Regions from separate parts of the Macaca mulatta genome. Here region 2 is linked to region 1. Evidence: chromatin contacts called from public Hi-C data. All regions are on one chromosome and are shown on one strand. The core of a region is the stretch at or near the end of the contact, and the rest is flanking DNA. Distances in the headings are between cores, read along the strand shown. Region 1 holds the start of ZNF17 (zinc finger protein 17). Region 2 holds the start of ZNF671 (zinc finger protein 671).

Evidence for each region. A called contact is a pair of places that touch in the nucleus more often than the background predicts.
Region 2: a contact with region 1 is called in a Hi-C map of liver, with 2.6 times the contacts expected there. The contact joins the promoter of ZNF671 here to the promoter of ZNF17 in region 1. A contact is called at or near these places in 2 of 14 Hi-C or Micro-C datasets (fetal cortex germinal zone and liver).

The regions. Positions count from the first base shown.
Region 1 is chr19:69,604,459-69,607,158 of T2T-MMU8v2.0, reverse strand. ZNF17 (zinc finger protein 17) reads right to left here and starts at 1,347. Exons shown (of 3, transcript XM_077980031.1): 1 at 1,087-1,347.
Region 2 is chr19:69,893,350-69,896,049 of T2T-MMU8v2.0, reverse strand. ZNF671 (zinc finger protein 671) reads left to right here and starts at 1,276. Exons shown (of 4, transcript NM_001260628.1): 1 at 1,276-1,491. The coding sequence starts at 1,354. All of the region lies in intron 1 of ZNF776 (zinc finger protein 776), which reads right to left.

The sequences.
Region 1 (2,700 bases), core at 98-2,597:
GGTCTGCTGGGTCTGCAGGTGCCGAAATCTAAACCACCTCACACCTCAGTCTCCAGCCTAGGCCAGTTCTTTAACCCATTCAGAACTCCGTTTTTGCAGACACGGCCCAGAATCCTTCCTATGACAAGTTTGCACCTGTCTAAAGGGAGTGTCAGGCTTATGGACCCAACCATGACCTGCCTTCCAAAACTCAGTCCTCCAAAAATGCAAATTGTAATCCTCTCTGAAACCTGCTCCTTAAGCCGATTTCTCCAACTCCATTCTATCAGATTTTCAGGCCAAAACAAAACCCATGGAATAGACTCTTCACTACCCTCACTGCTATATTTGATGCACCAGGAAATCCTGTCGACTGTCTCTCTGAGATCCACCCAGAATCTCATCACACTTCCCCTCTACTGCAACTCCTCTGGCCCATCCCTACCATAACTCAAGGGGTCTCCTCAGCGGTCCCCTTGTCCTACTTTAACATCCTGTTTTCCCCAACTTTAAACGTCTACCTCTGGGCGTAACCCTTCCTGCACAGCCTGCTATGGCTTTCAGCAGCTCCGCGGCCCTCCCAGGCGAGACTCCGCCTCACTCTCAGCTCCGTGGAGACAAAGACGCTCGGGCTCCCCAGTGCCGCCCGCTCTGCAGCCTCGCAAGTGCAGGTCCCTGACAGGAGCTCCCCCGCCTCACAGCACCGCGGACACCGGTACCCCACACGAGAACGCCCCTCTCTTTGGGACACAGGGGCCTGACCTGCAGGGCCCCTCCTCGGGGCTTCGGCACTCGGAGGAGGGGTCTGGCGGGGCGCCCTGGGACGCGGCACCCACCTCAGTCAGGTTCATCGGCGCGGCCTCCGCTAGCACAGCCAGGGAAGAGAGGGGCGGGAGCGGCGGTGACCTGGACGCTGTCGAAGGCACCGACGCCTACACCCGACTCAGTCGAGCCTCACTCTAGCCTCTGTACAGCGGGGAAACCTTTTCTCGCGTTTTTCCGCTCTTTCACCTCAGTCTCGACTCAGCCTGAGGGTGAACAGATCCCCACTCAACCATATTGACAACACCCTGGGGCGTTGCAGGAAGTCCCGCCCACACGCAGTACGAACCCACGTAGACGCCTCTCTGCTAGGCCTTCTCTGCTAAGCAGCTACACTCGCTGCTTGTGTCCGCCGCTGTGTCTTTTGGGTAGTGTAGTTCCCACGCCGCTGCCTGCCCCGCCTGTGAACCTAGGTAACTCGCGTTCAGGATGAAAGCCAGGAGGATCCTCCAGAGGTGTTGAGAAATGCAGTTACGGGGCTCCAAGGGCGTGGAGGGCTTCACTGGCTTTTAAACGGCAAGCATCCAGATTTTCCCGGAAGGCAGTCTAGAACAAGTCAGAGAAATGTTTCAGAGACCTGCCCTTTCAGATTCTGTAAAGCACAGCAAGTTCCCGAAGGACGAACGTCCGAAGGAACATGGCCAACCATAAGGAACTGATCTTCCACGCATAGCGATCAGTTCTTTTGTGCTTGCCAAATACACACAGAACGAAGCTCTGGAGACTGTTTTATAATCTTCAATGTGTTCTGCTGGGACAAGAAAAGACCCAGACATGGCATGATGGGGAGTTTGAGGAGGAATATCTTTCCTTTCTGAATAATCAGTTACTGTCTTTCAGCCTACCCAGTAACACTTCATTCACATGATACTTATTACTTTATATCTGAGATATTTTCCACTTACTTTAAGAAACTGAAACCTAACTGAAAAGGAAAAGCGACTTATCTACCATTATCTGCCAGAATAATGTGACCTTCCACCAGTCAAAGCCCTTGTGCAAAGAAAGCATCTTACTGCTGAGATAAAGGTTTGGGAATGCATGATCTCATCTCATCACTGGAAAGTGATTTATCATTTCGCCTGAAATTGTATCAACAGTGTCTGCACAGGGAGTTGAAATCGTCTCTGAATAACTCTTGTGAAATGGCTATTACTGAAACTATTAATGATGATTATGTAGTTATCCAAAGAAACTGGCAAAAATAGTTATAGAGAAATATATCTGTGATAGGAGGAAAAAAGCTAAGGTTGTCCTAGAACCTTGGACACACTCAAATTTGGTGTGCAAAATCTGATTATTTTTCAAACTTGAAAACATTGTGCATTAACAGCTTGAAGGGAGAGGTAAAGACTATACATTAAAAGAGTTACCAGAAAAATAAAACTGAATAGGGAAACTGTGCTGTCGTATTTATTACTCTAACATGTCTGATGAACACTCATTAGATGCCAGGTACAATACTAAGTGCATGGGACACATCAGGAATAGGGATGCCAGCTGTCTGTGATCCTATAAGACATGTAAGACATATTTAATGAATTAGTCCTCAGTCCTGTATTGACTTTGTCAGGTCACTTTAAATGTCCTGTATTCAGCTTTTTACAATAAATTACAAAACCTCAGAAGTCAGAGCTATTTTTCTACCACTATAATTGTAAATTAAATCACTTAGTGGCTATGTTAAATTAATTTAATTGTAAAATAAATTTTATTAAAATAAAATTTAATTGTAAAATAAATTTTATTAAAATAAAATTTAATTGTAAAATAAATTTTATTAAAATAAAATTTAATTGTAAAATAAATTTTATTAAAATAAAATTTAATTGTAAAATAAATTTTATTAAAATAAAATTTAATTGTAAATTAAATCACTTAGTGGCTATGTTAGCTGAA
Region 2 (2,700 bases), core at 27-2,526, 290 kb before region 1:
GTTTCTTGGATGTATATTTTAACAGTGAATTATCAAGACAGCACAACTTCACAACTGCTCAGCATTTTCAGGAAAAAAGAGTCACATTCTGTGGACAAAGTGTGGTCAAGATCCCAATACAACCACGTGCTTAACTTCATTCTTTCACTTTTCATACTTTAGTATTCAGGCTCAAACTTTACTGAGATCTTAACTTTGTCCATCTATCACAGATAATTCCTCGGAGTAATGTCTTTCATTATCTTCAAATAACTACAGAATCATTATTAATAGCTTACAGGATTTCCCCCCCCCCGGGATAATCTCACCTCCTAATACAGACACCGTACCTACAATGACAGATTAAATGGTAATGGCACTGTGTTTTGCAGTGGTGGATACACTCACTGATTACCTAGGCAGGAAGAGTTTTCTGAGGAAATCTGTCCACTGGTTTCAGGGAGACTCCACATCATCCCTCTTCCTTCTTCCACTGCAAGGCCTTGTTTGGAGTATTTTCTCTTCCCTCTCTGACCAAACTGAAGCTCACAAAAGTTCCCGTAAAGCTTGAGTACACACGTACTTGCAAAGCAACAAGATAATAGTTATTAGCTCCTAGCTATGAGTGTAGGCAAAGAGACATTGTGTTGTGGTTTGTCTATTTAGTTTTGCAGCTTTGGGGAACATCTGAAATGTCTCCACATTTCTGCGACCAGTGCAGACTACCCTCCGGGGAGTCTAGGTCCAGGCCTTTTCAGAGGACGGAAGTCGGGCTGGACGCCCTGGTTCACTCCCGTAATCCCAGCACTTTAGGAGGCCGAAGCAGGCGGATCCCAAGGTCAGGAGTACAGCCTGGCCAATGTGGTGAAATTCCATCTCTACTAAAAGTACTAAAATTAGCCGGGCGTGGTGGCGGGCCCCTGTAGTCCCAACTACTCAGGAGGGTGAGGCAGGAAAATCGCTTGAACCCGGGAGGGGGAGGTTGCCGTGAGCCGAGAACGCGCCACTGCACTGCAGCCTGGGAGACACAGCGAGACTGCGCCTCAAAAAAAAAAAAAAAAAAGAGGACGGAAGTCCTGCCAGTCCTTTGAAACTCGGGTTACTTTCCCCAAACACCTTGGCCCCGGTCCCAGGCCGAGAATCCTCCGCCTTGAAGGATGTCTCCGTGGGAACTACACTACCCACAAACCTATACGTTGCATATCCAATGAGGGCCCAAGAGAGGGGTGTTTCAGTGCGTGCGGAGGGTGCGTGGGCGGGACTTCCGGCTCCTCCTCCTAGCGGACATTTTGTTTGTTTCTGTCAGGCTGCATCTATCTGGGTCTCTGTAACGCTTGGGTGGACCGCAGGTGGAGGTGTCGGGAAAGCGCGGAGATGTTGTCCCCAGCGTCCCGCGACGCGTCCGAAGCTCTACGGGGATGGAAGTACCTGCGTCCCCGATCGAGACGCCTGCCGCTCCCGGCAGCTGTCCGCGCCCACGGTCCTGTGGCGGAGCTAACGGACTCCGCGCGGGTGGGTGCTGCATCCTCCCGGCCCTCAGCCACTCTTTCTCCGACTCCGAATCGTAAAGTTCCTGCAGCCCCTGTGTCCCAGGACAGCGACGCACTCTTGGGCGGGGTTCTATCTCGCTGTGGGTGGGTGTGGGAGAGTTACGGGCGGAGGGGACGTCGCAGGTAAAGGCTCGGGGGTGCTGCTGATCCCCAGACATTTGGGAGACAGTGTTCTTTTCAACACGGAGCAGAGTTTGAGGAACTGTGCCTGGAATGGCAGGCTGAAAAGTTGTCCCTTCATTCTCAGGGCGTTGAGATTACCTGAGGGTTTTGAATAGAAGGAAGTGATCTTAGCTGGGATTTTAAGTGTCTCGAAATTTGCTCAGGGGAGAACATTAGTTAGGGGTGGGGACTGTGAGGATGGATACTAGGAGACCGGTAAGGAGACGGCTGCAGTGGATTCCAGGAATGCTTTGGTGGTGGATGTACCGAGAGTAATGGCAGGTGAGTAGGTAGAAGTGATCATATTCTGGGTAGGTTTTAAATATGAAACCAGCAGGATTTTCTGCTCCAGCATATGCAGCTATGATTGAAAGTAAGGCATGAAAGAGCAAGGTGTTTTTGTTGTGTTTTTTCATGAACGTTTGAATTTTGGAATGGTGACTCTGATATGTCTCAGAGTGGAGGCTTCCTCACTTAGGCAACTAGAGAGGAAGGTGTGAAATTGTGGGGAAGGGACTGGGCTTAAAATGTCTTTGGGGTAAAGGGAGTGGTCTGGACTAGGTCAAGGCCAGGAGGTCAGATTTAAGTGGGGCAGTCTTAAGTATGTTATTTCAGATGATCTCTGGGGTAAGAGATGAGAAGGCTGGGACTGGAGGACAGGGAAAAGGGAGTGGGCATTCTTGAGACTTCCCCCAGAAGAGAAGGGTCCTGGCATTTGAAAAGGTTCTTTTCAGTGTTTGTAGAAGGAGAGAGCTGTAGGGTATCAGGAGTTTGGCCTGGGATGGCAGCGATGTGTGGTGTGCTATAAATTTGCTACTGTCTGATATCTCACCCTCCCTCAATTTTGAGGGAGGATTATCTCACCCTCCTCATTTTGTGTGTTTTCTTTTAGTTTATTATTTTTATTTTTTTTGAGACCAAGTCTCACTCTGTCACCCAGGGTGGGATGCAGTGGTTGCAACCTGTACCTCCTGGGTTCAAGAGATTCTCCTGCCTCAGCTTCCTGAGT